Regions from separate parts of the Ovis aries genome. Here region 2 is linked to region 1. A link is a contact called in public Hi-C data. All regions are on one chromosome and are shown on one strand. The core of a region is the stretch at or near the end of the contact, and the rest is flanking DNA. Distances in the headings are between cores, read along the strand shown. Region 1 holds the start of POLR1E (RNA polymerase I subunit E). Region 2 overlaps GRHPR (glyoxylate and hydroxypyruvate reductase).

The links. Hi-C and Micro-C count contacts between places; a contact is called where the count stands out from the background.
Region 2: a contact with region 1 is called in a Hi-C map of liver, with 4 times the contacts expected there. The contact joins the enhancer-like site here to the promoter of POLR1E in region 1. A contact is called at or near these places in 4 of 16 Hi-C or Micro-C datasets (hypothalamus, liver, muscle and 1 more).

Annotation. Positions count from the first base shown.
Region 1 is chr2:51,260,158-51,265,248 of ARS-UI_Ramb_v3.0, reverse strand. It overlaps POLR1E (RNA polymerase I subunit E), which reads left to right and starts at 2,533. Exons shown (of 12, transcript XM_015093139.4): 1 at 2,533-2,639; 2 at 3,238-3,341; 3 at 4,740-4,816. The coding sequence starts at 2,564.
Region 2 is chr2:51,323,757-51,329,374 of ARS-UI_Ramb_v3.0, reverse strand. GRHPR (glyoxylate and hydroxypyruvate reductase) reads left to right here. Exons shown (of 8, transcript XM_060409292.1): 1 at 1-5,618. It also overlaps the pseudogene LOC105607616. Among named protein-coding and RNA genes, the nearest start is that of GRHPR, 5.5 kb to the left of the region's middle. Within about 2 kb of position 3,389, at least 2 of the 54 cell types and tissues checked have an H3K27ac peak or open chromatin away from gene starts, as enhancers often do. A contact at or near this core is called in liver, where this site is marked.

The sequences.
Region 1 (5,091 bases), core at 1,284-3,783:
GATGATTCAAACTTATTCCTTGGCTTGTCACTCATTTCATTCAACCTTTATTGAGGGTCTACTATGTTCCAGGCACTGCTCCAGGAGCTAAAGATTCAGCAGTGAACAAAACAAACAAATCTGTTTATTTTCAAATCTGGGAATATTTGAAAGAAAAACTAAATGATGATAGTAGCAGATTCTAATCTGTTGAATAAAATAGGAATCCACAAGTCCACACTGATTGATGTAAATAAATAAATAGGAAGTGTGATGAACAGGATATTTACTTAGTCTATATGTACCTGCCCACAAAATACCTATTAATTACAAAGGGAAAACAATACTGTGGAGAAGCCTGGTTGATAACCACTTCAGTTAAGTGATCAAAGTTACTATCAGCAGTAATGGAACAAATTGAAATTGTGTACCAGCTCACATGATATAATGAGAATAGCATCATATCTGTAATATTCCTGCCAAAGATGCATGAACTGAGATTCATAAGTTGGAAACATTAGACAAACCCAGATTGAGAGACATTCTACAAAATAAGTGCCCTATAACTGGCTTTTTAAATTTAAAATTCAAAGTCAAAATAAGAGTGAAGAATGTTCTGGGCTGAAGGATACTACAGAGCTATGATAGCTAAATGCAACATGTGGTCCTGGGTAAGAACTTTTGCTATAAAACATTACTGGGACAGTAAATGAACTTAAATGGGGCATGATGATTATATGGTAGTAATGCAGCAATGTTAGTTTCCTGATTTTGACATCTGGGTTGTAGTTATTTCTGGTGGCTCAGAGGTAAAGAAACTGCCTGCCAATGCAGGTGATGTGGGTTTGATTCCTGGGCTGAGAAGATCCCCTGGAAAAGAAAATGGCAACTCACTCCACTATTCTTGCCTGGGAAATCCTGTGAACAGAGGAGGCTGTTGGGCTACTGACCCCAGGGGTTGCAAAAGAGTCAGATGCAACTTAGCAACTAAACAGTTGTAGCTACTTAGGGATCATTGTGGTCTGTAGGAAATATTACATGGTCTTCAGGGTGATGGACATCAGGTTGATAACTTGGTCTGAAAAGATCAGGGCAAAAACAAGATTCTTTGCACTATGCCTGCAGTGCTTCGGAAAGTGTGATTGGGTAATTAGAAGAGTGACATGTGCTCAGGCAAAGGGAAGCTAGGGTGTTAAAGGTGATTTGGATCATCTTGGAGGTATGCGTCGGGGGGAAAGAGGATGAGTCTAGGAAGAAGGCAATTTGGAAAATAGATAATCTGGTTCTTTCCTTTCAATAGTATTTCCCTTTGGGCAAAAGGGGCCTTGGCCCGGGTCATGCTCAAAGCTCCGTAGGCCATGCTTTGACTCTCATTTTATTCTAATAACTCCCGATAAAGGATGGAGGGAAAGTTGAATCCATAAGAACAAAGGGACATGCCCATAAGATTGGGTTCTTCCTTCCAGTCCACCCCAGAATCCTTGAGCCTTCTGGGCTTCTCCCTTGGTCCATCTTCACAGGGTTGATTGAGCCACAGGTGTATGCACGCCTAGGCCCAAGAACTGATCATAGCTGTTTACAGGCTTGTGGACCAAGCTTAGGGGTTTAAGGACTGATGTCCAGGTGTGTGGATGGAGGACTTGGAGAAATGCTGCTCTCTGCCAGTCACCACATTTTAGCTGGAGCTGAAGGATTGCCTATTAGTGAATTCTAAATTTGAACTCGGGCTTTCAGATCTTAGTATTAATAAGACATATTTACACAGTAGTAGAGATAGACACTGGAGAAGGAAATGGCAACCCACTCCAGTGTTCTTGCCTGGAGAATCCCAGGGACGGGGGAGCCTGGTGGGCTGCCGTCTCTGGGGTCGCACAGAGTCGTACACGACTGAAGCGACTTAGCAGCAGCAGCAGCAGCAGAGATAGACATGGAGACGGCAATGGCACCCCCCTCCAGTACTCTTGCCTGGAAAATGCCACGGACGGAGAAGCCTGGTGGGCTGCAGTCCATGGGGTCGCTAAGAGTCGGACACAAGTGAACGACTTCACTTTCACTTTTTCACTTTCACGCATTGGAGAAGGGAATGGCAACCCACTCCAGTGTTCTTGCCTGGAGAATCCCAGGGACGGGGGAGCCTGGTGGGCTGCCGTCTATGGGGTCGCATAGAGTCGGACACAACTGAAGCGACTTAGCAGAGATAGACAATACCCCACTTAGATTGTGCAGAGGAAGAAATCCCACACAACGCAAGGCTTGTAGACGCGAGCACCCTAGCAGCACACAAGGTGTAATGCGCTTTCTGAGTGCTGGGCCAATCAGGTACTGCACCTTGGAGAAGCTGGCAGGGCAAGGTGAGGACGGAGGCCACGCCTCTTGGAGAGGTGGGGCGAGGGTGGGCGGGGCAGGCGCGCCTAAGCGCTTCGGAAAAGGGCGCTTAGGGGGCGATGTCCTGTGGGGCGGAGCCACCGTCTTTGCATGCGCGGGGCGGTGCCCGGAGAGACCACGCCTCTTCCGGTCCGCGGCACTTCCTCCGCGTGTGGCTGCCGCTGTTTTAACTCCGGTGATTGGCGGCTGGCGAGGTGAGATGGCGGAGGAGGTGTTTCCGAGCGCGAGGTGGCAGTACTGTAGGGAGCCCGACGACAGCCAGAGCGCTCTACTGGGTAAATACTGCGAAGCTGGAGCAGGTTTTCCTGTAACTTCCTCCCCTTCCGTTCCGGTACCGCTACAGCCCTCCACTTCTCACGTCCGTCCAGCCGCATTCCCGGCTGGGTCAGGGCCCTGATAGGCTCCATGACTCCTTGGGGCTCGGCCAGGGCTCTCCTGTCATCTTGTCTCTCTGTTACTACCTCCCAGGTGGATGAGGGCATCCCAGTTACGTCCTCCCCAGGGCTGGGGCTGTATGTATCCAGGACCCCGTCATCCCCTCACCCACCAGGTCTCACACCTGCTCCATTTCCTTCTCCCCATTGGCCAGGGATTCCCTCAGCCTTTCTAGGTTTGGCCGAGGTCTCCTTAGTCAGCCCCACTCCCCTAGTTATTCCTTCCCGTGGAGGCCCGTCCCCAGGGATCCCCTCATGGCTCCAACCCGTCACCACCCCAGGACCACTTGGACCAGGACAGCTTTGGGTTAGGACCCGGGCTTCCTTGCCATCCCCATTCTCCGAGTCGGTCACTCCCTCCCCATTGACGATTAATTTCCTCCCCACCATACTCTGGATATTTCTGCTCTCATTTCATTCTTATACTGTAATCTTACAGTCCAGTTCTCCAATGGGAGGCTACAGAATCCAGGCAACATGCGCTTTACCTTGTACAAAAACAACGACTCCACAAACCCCAGGAAGAGGAGTCAGCGGATCCTGGTAAGTGCCGCTGTGGCCAGTCACCTCCACTCTGCAGACCTCAGGAGGCCCTTTGGGTGTGGGTTGATGTAGGAAGGATAGGAGAAAAGAGGGGGAATAGCAGGTGAACCTTTGAAGAATATTGTGCCCCAGCAGGCTGGGGTGTGGAGACAGGCCCCATTCAGTTTCACACTGGTGGTGAAGTGATGGCTTTTTATTAATTTGTTCAATCAACAAGCATTTATTGAGTCCCCAGTGTGGCCCTGGACTGTAAGCTGCTGGAGAAATAGCTAAGTCAGACCTGGACTCACTCTGAGGAAGCTGATACTATAGAGCAGTGTTTTTCAACCTCGGCACTATTGACATTCTGACCCAGATATGTCATTCTTTGTTGTGGGGGCTGTCTTGTGCATCATTGGATATTTAGTAGCTTCCCTGGCTTCTGCCCACTAGTAGCACTTCCTAGTTGTGGCCAACAGAATGTCAGACATTCCCAGATATCTGCATTCCCTGCTCTAGAGAGGTGAGAACTGAATGTGAGGAACTCATACATAAGTAAACAAAGCTCGGGGTTCCAGGGAGAGAGAGTACAGAGCAGGGCAGAGTGAGCTGAGTCAGTGAAGGCTCTGCTTGCCAGAATGTCTTCCTGGGGGAGGGTGTATGGGAGCTGAACCCTGAAGGATGGAGGAGGGTTTAACAGCTGAAGTTAGTATTGCAGGTGAAGAGGACAAACATGGGGAGAGGGCAGGGAAGCTTGGCTCTGATTAAGGAATGAATTCACCACCTCCATGGCGCTGAGGGGCTTCCTTGGTGACTGGCTCAGTGGTAAAGAATCCACCTGCCAATGCAGGAGACGTGGGTTCGATCCCTGGGTCAGGAAGATCTCCTGGAGAAGGAAATGGCAACCCAATCCAATATTCTTGCCTAGAAAATTCCATGGACAGATGAGCCTAGTGGGCTATAGTCCATGGGGTTGCAAAAGAGTTGGACACAACTTAGTGACTAAACAGCAATAGCAGTGATCCTGAGAGCAAGTAAGGAGCAGTCATGATAGAGGTGGGCAGAGAGGTTCAAGAAAGCGGGCTTTATGTTGCCTGCAGAATCATTTTGTTGCATGCCTCTAAGCTATGGAAGCCTAGGGCCCGTCTCCGAGTCCTGAGGTGCAGCTCCACCAAGAACTTTCAGACTAGCTAGAAGCCAGCACTACCTGGAACTTTTCAGAAGTCCTCTTGCCTTTCCACCAGGGACACCCCAGACTCACTTAGAGATAGTGGAGCTGGATCATCTCAAAGAGGTTCTCTTGTCTCATCCACTGCAGTTTGGATTCTAAAGCTTCTGCAAACTTGGGAAAGGGCGTCAAGATGTTTACTGTCTTTCAACATTGGTTGTAATGGACCCCTTCCCTCCTCTACATTTTAGGCAGCTGAAACAGACAGACTTTCCTACGTGGGAAACAATTTTGGGACTGGAGCCCTCAAGTGCAATACTCTGTGCAGGTAGAGATGGGGAAATTGACTGTGGGAAGTGGGAGTAGCGGCGGCGGCCGCCCTGGCGCCGCTCTTCTCTGACTTCGTTTTAGCTGCAGCGGGGGAAATCCAGAGGGGTTTACCAGATTCCTGTGTTCCCAGACCCAGGGACCTTCACATCAGCATGTAGACATTCTCAAAATTGAAAAGTGACTTACATTTATTTAATTTCCTAAAAACCTCATTCATTTGTAATTTTTTTAAAAGTTAAGATGTAATTGACATATAGCATTAGTTTCAAGTTA
Region 2 (5,618 bases), core at 2,140-4,639, 63 kb before region 1:
TACCCTGTCCTTGCCCTGAAGTTCCTCCTGGTTTGTGGGGACAATGGGCAGGGTAGGAGAATGATGCAGGTCAGTGGGAGAAGTGGAGTCTGTTGGGCAGAGTCAAGTTAGCACATGGAGGGGCTGGCTGGTGGCTTGGGTCAGAGGAGTCGTGGATGTTGTGGTCAAATGCTGTGGTGTCACTCTGTCTTGGATTTGAGGGCAACTTATGACCTTGGGCGAGTCCTTCTGCCTCTCTGAGCCTCAGTTTTCTTGAGGAATCCTAACAGGGCCACTGTCAGGCCTGTGTGGTGCTGAAGTTTACATTGTTTCAAATCTGACATAGAGCTGAGCTCAGTGTGGATGGAAGTGACTTCCCTATACCCCAGGCTGGGGTCCTCTGCTCCCCAGAAGAGCAGGCCGAGGGACTGAGAAATGGGCAGGAGGATTCCTTTGCTGGGAGCAGAGCTGCAGCAGGGCTGGAAGTCTAGGGGCAATCGAGGTTTGCTGAGAGAGCTGGGTCACCCCCATCCCTCCCTGTGCTCTGGTGAGTCCAGTCCCTGGAAAGCCTGTGGGGCAGGTCCTGCTAAGCCTCCTTCCCTTTCCCCCAGTCTGCGGCTCCACACATTCACCTCATCCCCCAGACACACCTCACTGGGAGCTGAAACTCAAACACATTATCCAAGGGCCTGGGCTGGTCAAAGGGGCCCAAATGGGCCCTTTGCTTCCTCTCTGCCCAGGGCTCAGGCCCATATGGCCGTATCAGCTTTCAGCGATCAGATGCGAACCCACACAGAGGCCAAGATGGAAGCCACACTGAGCCTAGCTTGGTGTGTATCATTAGGGGACTTCTTGTCCGTCTCTTGGCCTCAGTTTCCATATCTGTATAATGGGCAAGTAAGAGATCTCTGAGATCCTTTCACCAGTCATTAGAGCCATTGTACCCTCTGGCCCAGAGAGGTAAAGGGAGCCCAGACTAGAACCCAGGCATCCTGCCCCCAGACCAGGGCTCTAGGACCATGAGCGTGAGCAGAGGGAGTCTCCCAGGTTATGGAGCTGTCAGGCCTTGAGATGATGTGGAGGAGCTAATTGCTCAGGCCTCTGGATGTCTGGAACCCCAGCTCCTAGCTTCCTGCATATGCCCCATCACCACACACTCACTTCAAGCACAGATCAGGGGCAGGCACTCCCCTCAGGGAGGAAAGGATCAGATGATCTCAATTCAGTTCTGCCCTTTATCAGCTGTGTGACCTTGGACAAGTCACTTCACCCATCTGGGCCTCAGTTTCCTCGTATGTAAATTGGGCGTACTAAAATCTGCCTCACTGGACTCTGCAGAGATTAAATGCTCTCATGCATATGAAATTCCTGGCATGGATCAAACTCCAAGTGGAAATTTCCTTTCCCTGGGCCTCTTCCCTTCCTCCTGTGTCATTATTTGGCTCACCTTCCACTTCCCATCTCAGCTGCTTGTACTTCTCTTCCCCTTGGCACACGCCTAAACTTTCCAGCCTCTAGGCCCCTCCTCATGCTAATCCTTCGACCAGGAATGCCTTTCCTCCCTCATTCCCACCATTCTCAATCTTATTGCTTTTGTTGTTCAGTTCAAATGCTGCCTCCTCCAGGAAGGCTCTCCTCCGAGGAGCTCTGTACCAGCAGACAAGAACACAGATACAGCGGCATCGGAAGGGACAGATCTCTGCCTGCGGTGGCTTCGGGTACCTCCTGCTTGGGTCAGTCACACGTGTGGAGCATTGTTCTCCCCTGCCCCGCAGTACACAAAAGTGTCCACTAGGTGGTGATGGAATGACAAAGTCGAGCGGAGATGCACAAGAAGGGAGGCCAACGAGGCACCACCGATGTCATTCATTCACTTCTTCAACACATATTTCTGAACACCTGCCATGTACAAGACTGTAGGATGACAGTGGCAAACAGAGGAACAAAGTCCCTGCTCTCAAGGAGCTTATGTTCTTGTGACAGGAGGTAAGAGAGAAAAAACAAAAAAATAAGGAAATAAAGCAAGAAAAGCCAGGATAGGGGTGAAGGCTGTTCAAAAAACACTGGGACCCACTTGTGTTCAGACTTTTGAATGAGCATTTCTTCAGGAACAGCAGGATCTGTAATCAGAGCATCACTTAGGGTCTCCGCGTGGCTGAGCTGGAGCATTCCCCATCCCCTTGTTCACAGTGTTCTCTTCAAACCAGCAGCATCACTTGAATCTCACAGGAAATGCAGCTTCCTAGGTCAACCCTACATCTACTGAATCAGAACCTGCATTTTAACAAGATCCCCAGGTAATTCATCTGCACATTACAGTGAGAAGCTCTGCTCCAGCCAGAGGTCAGGGGGTGACCTGCGGCCATGGGCCAAATCTGGCCACCTATTTTGGTACGATGCCCAGGCAAGAATGAGTCTTGCTTAAACAAATGAAATCTAGGCATTTTATGACACAAGAAAATTATATGTACAGTACTTCAAATTTCAGTGTTCATACGTAAAGTTGTATTAGCACACAGCCATGCCCATTTGCTGACGTGTTGTCTGTGGTGGCTTTCAGGCTATGATGGCCACAGCTGAGTAATGCAACAGAACTGTATGGCCCACAGAGTCTAAAATATTTACAACTGGGCCCTTTGCAGAAAAATTTTGCTGATCTCTGCTCTAGTTCATCTCCTTGAAGAATCAGGGCAGTAACTTGTCAGAGCTCACAGGAGCCCAGTTTGTATTTCCATATTCCACATAAGGTCTTGTTACACAGCCTCTCGTTTGGGCAGTTGAATTGCCTTTGTCTTTTCTGGATTTGGAGTGATAACCTCACTGGAAAAGATTCATGACTGATTTATGATATAATAAAGACATTTCAATGAAACTTCTATTTCAGATGAAGCTGGTTTGGAGCCCAGAATGGGATGTGGGTACCCATGGAAACTGGGTTCTTTTTAGTAGAGTGTGCATGACTGATATGAGCCTTTTGTTGAGAAGGGAGGGAACCCTGGGCTCCTGAGGAAAGGAAAGGGCTTCATAGGTCAGCACAGGGAGCTGGAAGGAGACTTTCTGGCCATAACCCGCCCACAGAGTGAGGGGTCCTGACCCTGTGGGGTGCTCTGAGGCTTTGGGACAGGCCAGCAGTTGAGACTTATCTCACGTCACCAAGTACTTGCCTGCTGTGTCTCCAGTAGGAGTTTTGGGGTCTTGCAAGGGTGTGGGTACCGAGGGGGCACAGCAGAGAGGACAGCGGTCAAGGTCTGGACTCTGGGTAAGGAAGCAGCTCTCCCCGACTCTGCCGCATCCATGGTCCCCGCTGTGCTCGTGCTTGAGGGCAGAGCTCAGCCTGCCTCAGCCCCTCCCTACTCAGACCAGCTGCCCAGAGCAGCTCGCAGCTCCCCTTTGGGGCCCATGCCTCCCACATCAGGACCTTTGCTCCTGCTAGAGCCGGGCAGTGACCGCAGTGCCTCCCTCTGTCCCCAGCTGCCTCTCCAAATCCTCCCCATAATTCAGGGCCCCGCTCAAAGTCTGCTCCTAGAAAAACTTTCTGGTTTCTCCCAAGTTAGTTTCTCTGCCTCCTTCAGCACCTTGAACCTTCCTCAAAATTAGGAGCACCATTTCTCTCTCTCTCTTCTCAGCTGCTGGTTGGGGAACAGAAGGAATAAGAGCACAACCCACAGTCATATATACTCAGATTTAAACATCATCTCATCCACTTATTAGTTGTGAATGCTTGGGCAAGTTTCTTAACATTTCTGAAACTGTTTCCTCATCTGCAAAATGTGAATAATAACAGCACCCACCACAGAGGGTTGCTGTGAAAATTAAATGAGATAATACAGATAAAGGACAGCCATGGCCACACAGCTGGCAGTCAGTAAATGTTAGCTCTCCTAGCATGTTGGAATAATATTATTACTAGTTGTTTGTTGAATAAATAGCTGAGTGGCATTAATTCTGAATCAGAGATCTGATCAGCACCCAGGGACACCTGTGCCGCACCCAGTACTGGTGGGCACTTTTCTATATGGTGCCTCTTTCAGACTTTCGCTGTGGCCTCTGAAGCAGCCACTCTCCCTGCCTCCCAGCCTGTAGCTGTCCCCGCGCTGTTTGATATTCAGGTGTCTCTGGAAGCATGCTGGGCTGTGTCACTCTATGCCTGAGTGGGTGTGGGGAGGGCAAGTTTACAAGGTCAGCCCTGGGGTGCTACAATGGGACTCTGGCCTAGAGGACCAAGGCTGGACTCTAACCATGGCTGGGGGGAACAGTGGTGGATGGAGGGAGACACGCCCCCAGGTCAGCTGGGCAGGGCTCAGGAGGGTTACTGGGTTGGCTCAGGCCCTTAAAGTTCCAGGTTCCAGAAGGCAGGAATAGGGAACAGCCTCAGAAATTGGGCAGAAACCAGATGACCAGAACAGAGGCCCAAGAGCCAAGTAGACCCCTCAGCCAGGCTGACCTGATCCAAGACCCCTGGGCTCTCTGCATCCCCTGACCAAGGGTAGGAGGGGTCCAGGGCTGGAGCAGGGGAAGGCGCTGCAGGGGGCGCATGGAGAGTGAAGCCCCTGAGGACAGGGAGGCAGACAGTGGACATGGGCGTGGCTGGGGCCCATTCTCTTCCACTGGCCAAAGAGTGAGGATGAACTTTGGTCCAATTTATCAGCATTTCCTGCGCACCTCCGAGGCCCGGGCCCTGGGTTCAGCACACACCAACCACCATGACAGGGAATGGCTGTCCCTATTCTGTGGTTTTGGAGAAGGCAATGGCACCTCACTCCAGTACTCTTGCCTGGAAAATCCCATGGGCAGAGGAGCCTGGTGGCCTGCAGTCAGTGGGGTCGTGAAGAGTCAGACACGACTGAGCGACTTCACTTTCACTTTTCACTTTCATGCATTGGAGAAGGAAATGGCAACCCACTCCAGTGTTCTTGCCTGGAGAACCCCAGGGACGGGGGAGCCTGGTGGGCTGCCGTCTATGGGGTCGCACAGAGTCAGACACGACTGAAGCGACTTAGCAGCAGCAGCATTCTGTGGTTTGGAAACCAAAGCTCAGACAGAAGCGCTTTGCCAGATGCCACCTGGCCAGTATGCGGCCAAGGCAGATCTTGTGAGCCGGCCTTGTTCTCACAGAGCCTCACACACAGGCCTGACCCTCTGCTTCTAGGCCCTCAGGGGTGTCCTCACCCCCCTCTGGGTACGAGGCTGCATAACATGACCACAAACCTAGTGGTTTCCAGCAACAACACCCCTTGACTATCTCACAGATGACCAGTCACATACAACTAGATAGAAAGTTCCACAAAGCAGGAGATCCAATTTAGAAATAGACCCTAAAAGACCCACATTTAGTATATGATAGAAAAAGATGGTTTATTTCATAAAAGGTGTTGAATAATTTGCTATCTGAAAAAATAAATGGATCAAAATTTCAGTAAAAAATTAAACCGCAAAGGTACCAAGCCTAGAAAGCATTATACACACACACGTGTATATGTGTGTGTGTGTATATATATATATATAACTCCATGTGAAAAAGATTTTTTTGTGAAAAGGCAACTTTAAAACATAGCCCCCCAACTCTTCCATACTCTTCCCATCAAGAAGTGGGGTCTCTGTCACCTCCTGATTCTGGGCTCAGCGACCGTGTGGCCAAG